4 separate regions of the Mus musculus genome follow, and regions 2, 3 and 4 are each linked to region 1. A link is a contact called in public Hi-C and promoter capture Hi-C data. All regions are on one chromosome and are shown on one strand. Each heading gives the region's core, a stretch centred on a gene start, on an enhancer-like site or on the middle of the called end of the contact. The rest is flanking DNA. Distances are from core to core; before and after follow the strand shown. Region 1 holds the start of Ccdc190 (coiled-coil domain containing 190). Region 2 holds the start of Olfml2b (olfactomedin-like 2B). Region 3 holds the start of Nos1ap (nitric oxide synthase 1 (neuronal) adaptor protein). Region 4 has its middle 23 kb from the start of Nos1ap.

Region 1 (3,354 bases), core at 406-2,905:
GCAGTTCAGCAATGCGGAACCATTTGTGGCAAACTATACTTTGTCTATCCCTTTGCACACACTCTTCCTTTCTGCTAAGCATGGTCAGCTGGTACCCAGCCACGCATCACTTGGCAACTTCCCTCTCCTGCATCACCTCTCTCTTCTGCTCCTAGGTTCTGCTCATACAACCCTTGAGCCTTCTAACAGGAACAGGGGGCTCCTTCCTTACCGTAGAAATAACTCCATTTTAGCATTGAGAATATTTTTGAATGGGATTCATAAAAGCACAGGGTATTTCTTTTTATATCGATCTTATAAACACGCAGCTACCTGATAATGTTAATGAGCATCCCACCGTGAGGCGGGGGCTGTGCCCTCCCCCACCTCCCCCAGTAAATTACTCCTTAGGACTGGAAGTGGGGGCCCATTGCCACTCATGACAGAGCCTCACCTTGCTGCAGGCGCTGCAGTTCTTTCTGAAGCTGTCTCTGCTCCCTGGCTAGCGATTTCACGTGATAGAGGCAGATGATCTCCAGCCTTTGCAGTCTAAGGCTGAGTCTGGCTTCTGCTTGCCTGGCACTCTTTCTCTCCAAGTCAAACTGCTTATACAGAGGTCCCTTCACCATGCTTCTGTCCATCTTCCTCACGCGTGGGTGACAGTAAAGCCAGTGTCCTCCAGGGACCACAGATAACCTGAAAGAACAAGGTCAGCATGGTGGCTTCTGGTCATTGGTCACTGATTAGTTTGAAATCTAATTTTATTAAATCTTAAACTGCCTAGTCAGATGAAGTCTCCACATCCAAACCCACACCTCTACCTTCTTAACTCCAGTAGCACTCTCAGGAAGGAACGAGAGTCCCTGCCAATACTCACCTCAGGGCTACAACACAGAATGCATGCGGGATAGTGGTCAGTCAGGTCAGGTGCTCTCCCTTAGGTATTGGTGGTAGTAGTTCAGGAAAAGATTAGCATTAAAGAAGGGCATCCACCCACAGCCAAGCAGTGGATGGCGCTTGGGGACTCTTATGGAAGAATAGGAGGAAGGTTTACAGCCACTAAGGTGATAAGAACTCCACAGGAAGATGAACAGAATCAACTAACCTGCACCCTCAAGACTCTCCCAGACTGAACGGCCAATCAAAGACCGTAAATGGGCTGGACCAGGACTCTGCACATATATAACAGGTGTACAGCTTGGTTTTTATGTGGGTCCCAAACAACTGGAGCGGGGGACTGTCCCAAGAGGTGTTGCCTGTATGTGGGATGTGCTCTTTCAGCTGGGATGCCTCAGTGGGAGAGGAGGCGCTTAGCCTCTCAGAGACTTGAAGTGCCAGGGTAGGGGGAAGAGGGTGGAGGGGGTTACTCACTCAGAGGAGAAGGGGGTAAGGAAGGAAGGATTGTGGGAGGAGGTGAGAGGGAAGGGGGATCAGTGAGTGGAATGTAAAGTGAATAAGAAAAAAAAATTGAAATGTCAAAAAAGGGGGTGGGGTGGGGCTAAGGCCAGACACAAGGCAGCTCTAATTTAAGAGCCGAATTCGAGTCAGTTTGATTTAGATTCTGAAGTATAGATTAAAGCTTCACCCAAAAATACAGGGGGTAGCACTTACCTGCAAACCCAGCTCCTCACCAGGAAAATCTTTGTTTCTTTGGCTCCAAGCTTGTTTTCTTCACTAAGCGTGTGAGCCTGTGTAAAGGGGGGTGAGGGTGGGGAAGGGGGCTGGAAGGGGGCGGGGCCAGGAGAAGGTTAGTTACACTCGAAAGCTCTGTCCTTTCCTCCTGCGACCCCTGGTTAGGAATGCCGTCGACTCCTCGAGCCTTGGGTCCCATTTGCTCTTGAAGAGGCCACATCTCTAACTTGTTTTGAGGATAAAGGAAGCTTGCCAACTTCCAGCCCTCCCCAGGGAGGCCTGCGGTGCTCCTAGGCCGTGTCCATGGGAGCCAAGAATGAAAGCCAAGAGTCCCTCACTGTTTGTAACCAGTCTCTTCTCTTCCACCTCCCTCTGCTTCGCTTCTACCTCCCCTGCCCCTGCCCCTCCTCCCGCCCCATCTCCCACCCCTTTTCTGGCTTCTTGGAAACCAAAAGAAAGCACCCTGCCTTCCCATTCATGACTGGGCACATTTTGCACAGAAAGGCATTGAATTTGCTTATTCTACGTTATTGCGCTCCACGCTGGGTGTTTCCAGTCTTCCAGCCTTGTTCGGTGCATTTCAAAGTTTATTTAGATTTTCAAAGGCTTGGACACAGCACGAGATGAAGTGATATATATTTTTGAATCAACTTTTGTCTTCACGTTTGGAGAGCTGCAGCAGAGAATAGAGTTGAGCTATGGGTTATAGACGAAGATACTGGATGGGACTCTAACTGTTTCCTTGGGGATCCTTCTGAGAATGAGAGGCAGTAAGATTCCACAGTCTAAAGACAGCTGCCAACACTGGGGCCCAGTAATCCCAGTTTATGAAAGGCAGCTAAGCAGCCCCTACTACCCACAATCACCACCCGGCAAACAAACTATTCTAAAGAGATTACTGGGGAGGTGAGAGAGGGAGGGCGGGTCATTGTTCTCTAAGTAGGAAATGATACCTTCCCAGCCAGTGCTTCTCCCATGCACAAGTTCTTCCTCTCCAGGATTTAAACAAGTAGGGCACAATCTCCAAGACAATTACTACAGAAAGTGGGGTGCCGCATAAGGGAAACTGGCACTCTAGTCCCCATCGGCAGGCCTGGTGAAGTGCATAGCAACAGAGCTTTGTTGCCCCCATGAAGCGGTAAATATCCAGCCCAAATATGCCCTGGCAATGAAAGCACAACTCAATTAATATGAATCCATGCTGTGCACCTAGATTGGGCAGATCAACCCCTACACTACCATCTTCCACATCTATGTGACCCCTTAGAACTTGTAGTTTCTCCAAGCCATGTTCTTCTGCTCTGCTTTTCTTCTTCCTCCTCCTCCTCTGTGTCCTCTCCCTCTTCCATTTTCTCCTTCTTCTCTCCCTCACCTTCTGCTCCACCTTCCCTTTTATCTGCCCAATCATCAGCTCTCCTTTATTTTACAAATTAAGGTGGGAAAGCAGATTTACAGGAAGTCACCTGAGTACTGACTCATTCCTTGTTCAAAACTCCTCACAGGAGAAGGAATTAACAGCAGATATAATTAGCCCCAGGGCTATCCAAGTACCCCAGAGCTGACCTCATTGTGGCACTTCTGGTACAATTGGTGTGTCATCTTGAGAAAGTGCCTATGGGGAGAAGCTTGCAGAATTAACCACACAGTTAATGTGGCATGTATGGTAGTCCTCTGGTCCTCTTGAGAGTGCTTGGGAGGTACCAGCTCGTATGCGGGAGTGGAAACCATTAGGTACCCGTGGTA
Region 2 (3,287 bases), core at 34-2,533, 720 kb before region 1:
TCCAGGTACACCAGGTCTTAACATAAATCCCTCTGTTTTGGAGTCCCCCTCATAAGCATCACACATGTAGCACATCACACACTCTGTCTTCACCAAGTGCTTCTGTCCGAGTGTCTCCTCTGAAGCCATAAACCACCTCCCATGGCTTATACCTATCCCATCTGCCTCCTTTCCAACTTGTCCTCCTGTTTACACATTCCAATTCTGACAGGCAGTCTCATAGGCAAGAGGGACTTTTCACAACCATTACATCACACACACACACACACACACACACACACACACACACACACACACACACACACACACACACCCCTTTCTTCTCAGTGGTATTTTCCTTTCCTCTCCTTTCTCCTGACTTGGTAAGCCTGAAACACTCCACAGTTGTGACCCATGCCCTTACTTTTTAACACAGTACTTTAACACAACCCAACAAAACTAAAGTCAGGGCTGTAGAATCTCCACTCTTAGTGCAGGTAAGAGGGACCAGAAGTTCAAGACTAGCCTCAGCTATAAAGTGAGCTGGAAGCCAGCCTGGTCTACGAGAAAGCCTGTCCAACACCAAACGAGCAATATAGTGTGATAAACTAAAAGTGAACATCCACTTCACTAAAAATACAGAGAAAAACAGCTGCTCATAAATCTTTCATCCAGGACCAGCCTCAGGTCCTTGAGGTCCCCCAAGGCAAGAGGGGTGGGCACGCGATTCCTCATCCTACCTGAGATAAAACGTTCTCCTGGTTGTCCGCCTCGTTTTGCAGAATGTCATCTTCCGTGGGCTCCACTGTTTGCACATCAGGGGGCTCGCTTGTCCCTGTGGGAGGTGTAGTGGACCCCCAGACCTGTGCCACCACCAGAGCAAAGCAGAGAACCAATGGCAGGGGATAGGCCATGAGAGATGCGACAGTAGGGACTTTAGTCCCTACAGAGACCACCTTGGGTCGGAGGTCTCAGCAAAGACAGGCTGGAAGGCGGCTTCACTGGAGTCCGGAAGAGTAGATGTTCAGAGAACCGTCTAACGTCTAAAGCTGGGTGTGGCTGAGTGGAGCAGGACTGTGCTCCCCAGAGACCCTGAACATCTCCTCCCAGACCCCAGCAGCTTAGACTGTGCAGAGAGGACACAAGAAAGAGGTGACTGAGGGAGCAGAGGAGGGCGCCGGCTCGACGAGGGCAAGCCGCAGCAGCGTGAGCTCAGGTGGAAGGCTAGCGCCGGGAAACTCGGGACACCCGGAGACTGGGCGCAAGATGGACAGTGGCCACAGCGCAGGAGGCAAGGGAGGGCTGCTGGCCCAGGGCGCCGCGGGGCTGGCGCGGAGGGAGGGCGGAGCCTCTATTGTGCCGGGCAGAAAGATGCAGCCAGTGACGGCCCGGAGGAGGAGGACCGGGAAGCGCACAGACTTGGGCGCTGCGCCCGGGGACCCCGCCTCCTCTAGGGTTCAGCCACTGCGCTTAAGCGGGCGCCGGCTGGCGTGGGAAGGGCGCTGCTGGCCTTGCATCTGATTGTAAATGGTCATCCGAGAGGGACTCCGTGTGCCTTTTCTCGAGTTTTCTTCACGCCCGAGCTCCGGGGGAGCCCTGACTTGCTCCCTGGACTGCAACCGGGACAGCGGAGAAACACGACCTCTTCTCTTGAAGTGTTTTATTGTTGTTGGTTTTTGTTTTGTTTTGTTTTGTTTTCCGGAACTTGACTCCATCTGGAGTACGGGAAGCTTTGAACTTACGAACAATTGTAATCTTCATGTCTGCTACAACCCTAGAACCTGATAATACCCCCACCCAGAGGATGCATCTTGAACCTCTGACAGAATGTGGAGGGAGTTGGATACATTTTTAAAATATGGAGAGTGGCTACAGGTCTCTGCTGTCTCTGCTGTTCTGTTTGTCCTAGTGACTTCCCAGAATCAAACGCCTACCACAGGGAATGTCTCTTGCAGTCTCCGTGGTTTGGGACAAATGGACAGGCCTCTCTATCTGGCCAGATAATCTCTAAAGGGTATATACATGTAATGGTGCGGTCCTCTTTTGGGCTCTTTAATTAGTGACCCTGAATATGCCTACTATGAAGATTAACAATGTGTCACTTTTGGAAAGAGCATTAAGTCTTCTGGGACAATTGCCACTCTGAAATACTCAGCAGAGTCAGGTCGATTCTGAGGGGCTCTAGCAGAGCTGAGCATGGCAGGCATGGCTCTGGCAGGCCTTGCCTTCTCCTAGCCCATCTTCCTTGTTAAAAACCGTTCCATTACATTCCTAAAGCCAGCCACCAAGATCTAGTCCCCCTTTTGGCCGACTCCTGCCCCCTGAGGCTATTAAGGGCCCCTCCCTTTGGCTGCCCTAATTAATCTGTACAATCAAAAATAAACCCCTCATCTAAACAGGGGACTTCCCCTTTACCTTTATAAACTGTCATTTGCCTATGTGCCACATCTGCCTCCTCTCTATCCAGAGGCAGTGTTCCTTTCCCCTTCTCCTTCATTCTCTATCACCTGACTTGTATTCCCTGCCCTTTGTTCCTTGGGGGCAAATAAATCTCCTTTGGGCTGAGAACTTGGTCTTGGGATGTCTTGTGCTGGATGCATATCAATCCCTTCAAATGCAAAGACCTAAAAGATATTCTACCCCCTAGAGAAATCTGAATACTTTGTTCCTAATGCTAAGCAAAGAGGTTGGGATAATGAAAGTAATAAATCAAGCAAAAGCAGACTCCAGCTTAGATATGATAGTTGATAGAAGTGTAATGTTACCATTTAGTATTACTAATATTATCATTTCTTGATAGGGATACAACTCAGAGACTCCAGGATCCTAGACAAGCTTTCTGACACCGAGCCACTCCCTTGAACCTAATAATAACAATAATTACTATTTTCTTAAAAAGAGAAAAGTTTGTGGAGAGAAATCCAAGTCTCTAGATGCAGGAATGCTACACATATACCTTTCTACGAACACTATCAAATCTTGTATGAAACTAAGTGGGGAGGTGGTGGTTAATACTATATATGTAGTAATACTATATATGTAGTAATACTATATATGTAGTAATACTATATATGTAGTAATACTATATATGTAGTAATACTATATATGTAGTAATACTATATATGTAGTAATACTATATATGTAGTAATACTATATATGTAGTAATACTATATATGTAGTAATACTATATATGTAGTAATACTATATATGTAGTTTACAAAAATGTTGAGGGGCTGGAGAGATGCCTCAGCAATTAAGAGCACTGACTGCTCTTCCAGAGGTCCTGAGCTCAATTCTCAGCAACCACA
Region 3 (3,098 bases), core at 125-2,624, 660 kb before region 1:
AAACTCACTGCAGACCAAAGTACGGATACCACCAAAGTTCCACTTGGTTATGGGTTTTACTGCAGTTACTTACAGGACAATGGGTGAGAGGCTACCTACAGGACCAGAAATGTCTCAAAGACAGCTGCATCATCAAGGCCCAGACCAGTATTGGTGACAGCGCACAAAAGCTGGGGACCTGGAGTACACTTCGAAGCCCACAGGCAGCTCAACAGGTTGGAGAGTGTCCTTTCCAAGTGACTCTGATCTGATCTAAACCTCTTCCTGGCAGCTTAGCTGGTTTCTGCTGCTTCTAGGTCTGGTCTGAGTCTTTGCAGTTTATCTCCTCCGAGAGACTGCTTTTGCAGCTCAGCTTCAAGTTACTTGAGCCTCTCTGATTTTCTTGTTTATACTCTGGCAGGGAGGGGCCTGGTGGATCTGGCCAGTTTCAGGGACTTCCTGAAACTTCTTGGAGTTGTTTACCTTCCAGTTTAAAGACCTTCCCTGCTGGACGCTGGACAGAATGTTTCAATTTCAAAGGAAACTGTTACACAACCCTGTATCTATGAGGTTTACACACTCAGGTCTCAAATCCTGCTTTGGCACGTTCCTTCTTGCTTCAATAAGAAGCCTCACAGAATTCTGGAAACGTTCTCTTTCTTCCTTTTCTTTTCTTTTCTTTTCTTTTCTTTTCTTTTCTTTTCTTTTCTTTTCTTTTCTTTTCTTTTCTTTTCTTTTCTTTTCTTTTCTTTTCTTTTCTTTTCTTTTCTTTTCTTTTCTTTTCTTTTCCTTCCTATTTCTTTTCTCCTTTCTTTCTTATCACCAGCCAGTTAAAAAACTTTAATAAATGACATAAGAACATTCTGCAATTTCTTGTCCCTAGTGCAGCCTACTCCAGTTCTACGAGGCTGACGACTTTTATATATTTAAATTCTTCGCAAAGAAACCCTGCTGAGCCCCCAAATGCAAGCCACACACCCAAAGGGACAAAAAGCACTGGAGACAGCCCTCTTATTTGGTTTTCGCCTTGATTCTGAGGAGAAGCGGGGATCTCTGAATTAATGCTGTCCAGACCGAGGGTATCTGGGATAGATCTCTGGCCTTCTTGGGAAAACAAAACCCAATATTAACACCGCTTCTCTCGGGCTCCCCAAACAAAACCAAAACAAACACACACATGCAAGGCGATGCCGTTTCGCCACTACTAGTTAAGCGGACTGCGCCTGGATCGCCACGCTCCTGCGGTCTGGCCAGGGCGAAGTTCCCGGGTCTCGGCTCAGCGCTGCGGGGACTTTCACCTGCTGGGCGCGCGCGGGGCGCGGGGCGCGGGGCGGACCCGGCGGCGGCGGGCGGGGCTCTAGCGCGCGGGAGGAGTCGGTCCAGGCCCGCCCCGCAGGAGGAGCCGCGGGCTGGCAGCCGATCCGGCGTCTCCGTGACAGGCACCCTGCTCCGCCGCCACCGCCACCACCGCCGCCGCTGCCTTTCTTCCTCGTCCCGGGCCGTGCGCGCCGAGCTCGGGATCGGACTCCCGGTCTAGTCCCGCTTCTGGCCGTGCGCCCTTCGCTCGGCGTCCCGGTCCGGGGCTCCGCGCCGCTCGCTCCCGCCTGCCCGGCCGCCTGGCCGCCTCCCCGTAGTCAGAGCGCGGCCACCGAGCTGCTCGCGCCAGCCGCATCCGCGCCGCCCCTGCCGCTCGGCCCTCGGGAGGCTCGGCTCCCGGTTCACCCCTGCCACCTCCTGGCACCCAGGCTGCCCACCTCACGACCCGGGTCCTCGCCGCCGCCTCGCCCGGCCCCACTGTTCTCTGCACAGGGTCTCGCCAGCTCTTTCTCGTCGCCGCCACCGCCGCCCCCTTGGAGCAGCGGGTCCGCCGCGGGTCACCATGCCCAGCAAAACCAAGTACAACCTTGTGGACGATGGGCACGATCTACGGATCCCTTTGCACAACGAGGACGCCTTCCAGCACGGCATCTCTTTTGAGGCCAAGGTGAGGGGCCACCGGGAGGGCAGTGCCCTGAGAGGGCAGGTCTGGGGGAATGGGGTGCCAGCGGTCCTGGACTCAGAGCAGGTGGGCTAGGCCTTTCTCAGCTCTTGCCCAGAACAGCTAAAAATGAGCACCTGCAAAGTTTGAGGTGTACTGCCTCTTCCCCGTCTCCTACCTGCAGACACCCCATCCTCGCCCGCCAAGGCTGGATTGAGTTACTTCCCGGAGAAGGCTGAGCAGCGCAGCCTGCATGTCTGGCTCTTTAGAAAGCTTTAAGGAAGCGCTGGTGTTATTTACCTGCTGGCCTCCCATGAGAGAGGTGCTTTTGGAGGTGTTTTAAAAGGAGAATGCTTGTTTCCTGACCGGTTTTTAAAAAAGTTATATATATATGTGTATATTTCACACACACACACACACACACACACACACACACACACACACACACACACACACTCATTCCAAGTAGTTGAGTGTAGGTGTTAAAAGTTACTTCCCAAATGTCTGCTTTTGGACACTTTAGCATGTGTCAGTCATTGGTGTAGTAGTGGGGTGAAACCTGTTTTCTAGTTTTGTGGTGCACTGTTAAATCTCAGCAGTTGCTGATGAAGAATTTAGCCCAGACTGGAATTTGCAGGGTCAAGGCCAAAGCCACCCTTGGGGGAGGGGTGGAGTGGAAACCTCGCTGGACCAGTGGTTGTGTATAAGACAGGCAACCCGGTGACCTGACCATGAGGCACCTCTCTGTGTAAGGAGTTCTGGCTTCTAAGACTGCAGTGGAGTTTCCCGGAATGGTGCTTTTCAGTGGAAAAGGCTTCTGCTCGTGACTGATGCCCAGTCCTACCTATAACTTAAGGAAAGAAACGCGCAGGGATGCTCAGCATGCACAGTGTGCTTGTTACTGAGTGGAATTTAAGCGAGCTCTGTATAGATTGGGTTTTGAGAACAAGACTTTTGACAAAAGGCAGACTTGCTCCGTTCTCTTTTCTGCAGTGACCCGCAGGTTAGCCTGTTGTGCAAGGACTGCCGTCAGGTGTCAATTTCCTTTAGTTTGCAAAACATCATTGGAGTGTCAGATGCCCAGAGGTCATTTATCTTTACAGTTCCTCCCCTTTTCTCATGCAGATGGATGAATTGGTGA
Region 4 (3,371 bases), core at 165-2,664, 680 kb before region 1:
CCCAACCGGTAAGAAGGACACATGCTCCACTTTGTTCATAGCAGCCTTATTTATAATAGCCCGAAGCTGGAAAGAACCCAGATGCCCCTCAACAGAGGAATGGATACAGAAAATATGGTACATTTACACAATGGAGTACTACTCAGCTATTAAAAAGAATGAATTTATGAAATTCCTAGGCAAATGGATGGACCTGGAGGGCATCATCCTGAGTGAGGTAACACAATCACAAAGGAACTCACACAATATGTACTCACTGATAAGTGGATATTAGCCCAAAACTTAGGATACCCAAGATATAAGATACAATTTGCTAAACGCATGAAATTCAAGAAGAATGAAGACCAAAGTGTGGACACTGTGCCCCTTCTGAGAATTGGGAACAAAACACCCATGGAAGGAGTTACAGAGACAAAGTTTGGAGCTAAGACAAAAGGATGGATCATCTAGAGACTGCCATATCCAGGGATCCACCCCATAATCAGCTTCCAAACGCTGACACCATTGCATACACTAGCAAGATTTTGCTGAAAGGACCCAGATATAGCTGTCTCTTGTGAGACTATGCCGGGGCCTAGCAAACACAGAAGTGGATGCTCACAGTCAGCTATTGGGTGGATCACAGGGCTCTCAATGGAGGAGCTAGAGAAAGTACCCAAGGAGCTAAAGGGATCTGCAACCCTATAGGTGGAACAACATTATGAACTAACCAGTACCCCGGAGCTCTTAACTCTAGCTGCATATGTATCAAAAGATGGCCTAGTCGGCCATCACTGGAAAGAGAGGCCCATTGGACATGCAAACTGTATATGCCCCAGTACAGGGGAACGCCAGGACCAAAAAAAATAGGAATGGGTGGGTAGGAAAGTGGGGGGGGGAGAGTATGGGGGACTTTTGGGATAGCATTGGAAATGTAATTGAGGAAAATACGTAATAAAAAAAAAAAGAAAACAGTCACTTGAGTGGATTTGGAGAGTCCCGTGGAGATGACACATGGCACCCCACAGCTTCCTGAGTCATCATTTTATTTCTTTAAAAAATGCAATAAACTTTATTGTATAAAAAAAATTCGAGTAAAAAAAAACCATCACGCACTGAGAATAAGCATATCTGAAGTCTGTACATCTCAGTGCACTTCTAAATCAGTGGTTCTCGACTTGTGGGCTATTTGGGGGAGTCAAATGACCCTTTCACAGGGGTCACCTAAGACCATCGGAAAACATAAATATCTACATTACGATTCGTAACAGTGGTAAAATTATGAAGTAGTAATGAAAATAATTTTATGGTTGGGAGTCATCACAGCCTGAGGAACTGTGTTAAAGGGCCACAGCGTTAGAAAGCTGAGACCCACTGCTCTAACAGACCTTGTGTGAATTCTTCACTTCTCAGTTCTGCCCCTTGAGGGCACCAGAGACTGCCCAGCTTTACAGAGCTTTACTCTGTAAAGGAGGCCAGACTGCAGTCAGCTGTGCATCTGTGAAGTGGTCAACGGGCTGTCAGCAACCAGAGCCAGGGTACAGCTCTGAAGCCGTCCTCACAGCCGGCGATCACCTCAAGGAACACAAACAGGGACAGAACCCAGGAGCCTTGAGTTCTAGCTTCCATTCGCCATCGCTGAGTGTGGCTCTGAGTTCTATATCCGGTGTTCTGGGCTTAAGCCTCTTCCCATATGAGATAGTGGTAAGAATATTCTCCACATTTAATGCTTCATACTCCCCAAGTAATAAGGAAAGCCAAGCTTGGTGGCACAGGCCTGCATTTCCAGCTACTCCGTAGACAGAGGCAGGAAGGTTGCAAACTTAAAGCCGACCCAGGCAACTTGGCTAAGACTCGATCTCAAAATCAAAAGAAGTCTAGAGATGCAGCTCAGCGGCGTGGTGATGGCTTAGTAAACACAAGGTTCTGGGCTCAAATCTCTAGCACCAATGGATTTTTAAAGATAATAACATTTTGGAATACCTGCAAATAATTACAACAACATTGATTCTGATTTTTTTAAATTTACTTATTTATTTTATGTACATGAGTACACTGTAGGTCTCTTCAGACTCACCAGAAGAGGGCATCATCGGATCCCATTACAGATGGTTGTGAGCCACCATGTAGTTGCTGGGAATTGAACTCAGGACCTCTGGAAGAGCAGTCTGTACTCTTAAAAGCTGAGCCATCTCTCCAGCCCAGATTCTGACTTCTTGCGGCCTTTGAAAGTGTACCTGTTTTGGGCACTATCTCAGTGTCACTAGAAATGTGAAGTTATGACCAAGATGGCTGGCCTAGAAGTATAATGCCTATAGCAACAAAGAAGGAAAATGAGACTCACGCAGTAGATTAAGGGTGGAAAGCTTGGATGATCTTAGTGGAACAAACAGAGCATAAGCAGGGTTTTGGGCTCACTCAGGCTCCATTGAAACCTGGACCTTTGTCTCAGATGAGCTTTCTCTTCACACTCGAGTCCCACACAATGCTCTGCCTCACAGTGACTCACTGGTGTGAGAAGAGAAAACACACGTATGTAGTAGCATTGCTCCTGCATGCGTCAGCCAGGTGAAAGCAAGCAAGCACTGAAGGGCTGGCCCTGGCTGAGGCTGGAAAATGAACAAGGAGGCACAAGCTATGGAGGAAACTCTTTTGTGAAAAGAGAATGTTCCGGCAAGCAGGGGCCCTGGGTCACAGTCCCAAAGTGAGCAGTATGCAGGTTGGACTTGGGATCCAGGCCATTGCAAAGGACACAAGACACTATGTGGAGAGTGATAGAGAGGGTAGTCTTCCCTGCTGTGGTCGCCATACACCAGATGGTGAGAGGAGGTGTGAACTTCTGGATTTCATTGTCACTATGCTGGGGACAACATAAACATTGGGCATTTTGTCTTGTAGTGATGTCAGGTGACCCATGGAGCAGTGAAGCAAGAATGATGTTGGGAGAAGAAAATTGCTCAGAGAGCCTCGGAGTCAATGGGGCCTCTGGGAGCTGTTCTAGAAGGCTTTGCCATCCTAGATTAGCCATCCCTGCTTCCCCAGGGGAACCGTAGAGAAGCAACTTATGTTTCCTTTGGTCTTGGCTTTATAGCTGGTCCTCTTTCCAGAAAGCTCCCCCCACAAAGGGAAGGACAGCAAGTTTACAGAGCAGGTGACAGAACCTGAGGACTAAGGAAAAGGAAGCCCTGGACAGGCTCCTGTGGACAGGCGTGTCTCATCTCCAACCCTGACCCCACTGTTATTACATCTACCTACCTGCTGGGCTGGCCTCCAAACTTGAGCCCACAGTTACATCTACCTGACCTTGGAAAATCTCATAACCCACCTGAGCCTCAGTTTCCTTGTCTACATGAGGGTGGGGGTGGGGGGGGTACCACGATTGCCTCTCCCTC

Evidence for each region. Promoter capture Hi-C pulls out the DNA fragments that hold promoters and counts their contacts. Hi-C and Micro-C count contacts between places; a contact is called where the count stands out from the background.
Region 2: a promoter capture Hi-C map of the HPC-7 cell line shows a contact between it and region 1, with 3 times the contacts expected there. The contact joins the promoter of Olfml2b here to the promoter of Ccdc190 in region 1. A contact is called at or near these places in 7 of 39 promoter capture datasets (the HPC-7 cell line, cranial neural crest, embryonic stem cells and 3 more) and 1 of 9 other capture datasets (embryonic stem cells).
Region 3: a contact with region 1 is called in a promoter capture Hi-C map of stem cell-derived epiblast-like cells, with 7 times the contacts expected there. The contact joins the promoter of Nos1ap here to the promoter of Ccdc190 in region 1. A contact is called at or near these places in 4 of 39 promoter capture datasets (embryonic stem cells, hippocampal neurons, pre-B cells and 1 more) and 1 of 9 other capture datasets (embryonic stem cells).
Region 4: a contact with region 1 is called in a Hi-C map of cerebral cortex, with 5 times the contacts expected there. The contact joins the enhancer-like site here to the promoter of Ccdc190 in region 1. A contact is called at or near these places in 2 of 39 promoter capture datasets (both in the 3T3-L1 cell line), 2 of 15 datasets of contacts at CTCF or cohesin (embryonic stem cells and large pre-B cells) and 11 of 484 Hi-C or Micro-C datasets (B cells, the G1E-ER4 cell line, the N1E-115 cell line and 5 more).

Annotation. Positions count from the first base shown.
Region 1 is chr1:169,927,240-169,930,593 of GRCm38.p6, reverse strand. Ccdc190 (coiled-coil domain containing 190) reads right to left here and starts at 1,655. Exons shown (of 4, transcript NM_001033185.2): 1 at 1,591-1,655; 2 at 434-675. The coding sequence starts at 620. Gm39699 (a long non-coding RNA gene) reads right to left here. Exons shown (of 3, transcript XR_865723.1): 2 at 2,565-2,773; 3 at 2,006-2,284.
Region 2 is chr1:170,642,528-170,645,814 of GRCm38.p6, reverse strand. It overlaps Olfml2b (olfactomedin-like 2B), which reads right to left and starts at 1,283. Exons shown (of 8, transcript NM_177068.4): 1 at 720-1,283. The coding sequence starts at 893.
Region 3 is chr1:170,588,125-170,591,222 of GRCm38.p6, reverse strand. It overlaps Nos1ap (nitric oxide synthase 1 (neuronal) adaptor protein), which reads left to right and starts at 1,374. Exons shown (of 10, transcript NM_001109985.2): 1 at 1,374-1,963. The coding sequence starts at 1,859.
Region 4 is chr1:170,611,459-170,614,829 of GRCm38.p6, reverse strand. No RefSeq gene overlaps it. Among named protein-coding and RNA genes, the nearest start is that of Nos1ap, 23 kb to the right of the region's middle. Within about 2 kb of position 1,414, at least 18 of the 459 cell types and tissues checked have an H3K27ac peak or open chromatin away from gene starts, as enhancers often do. A contact at or near this core is called in cerebral cortex, where this site is marked.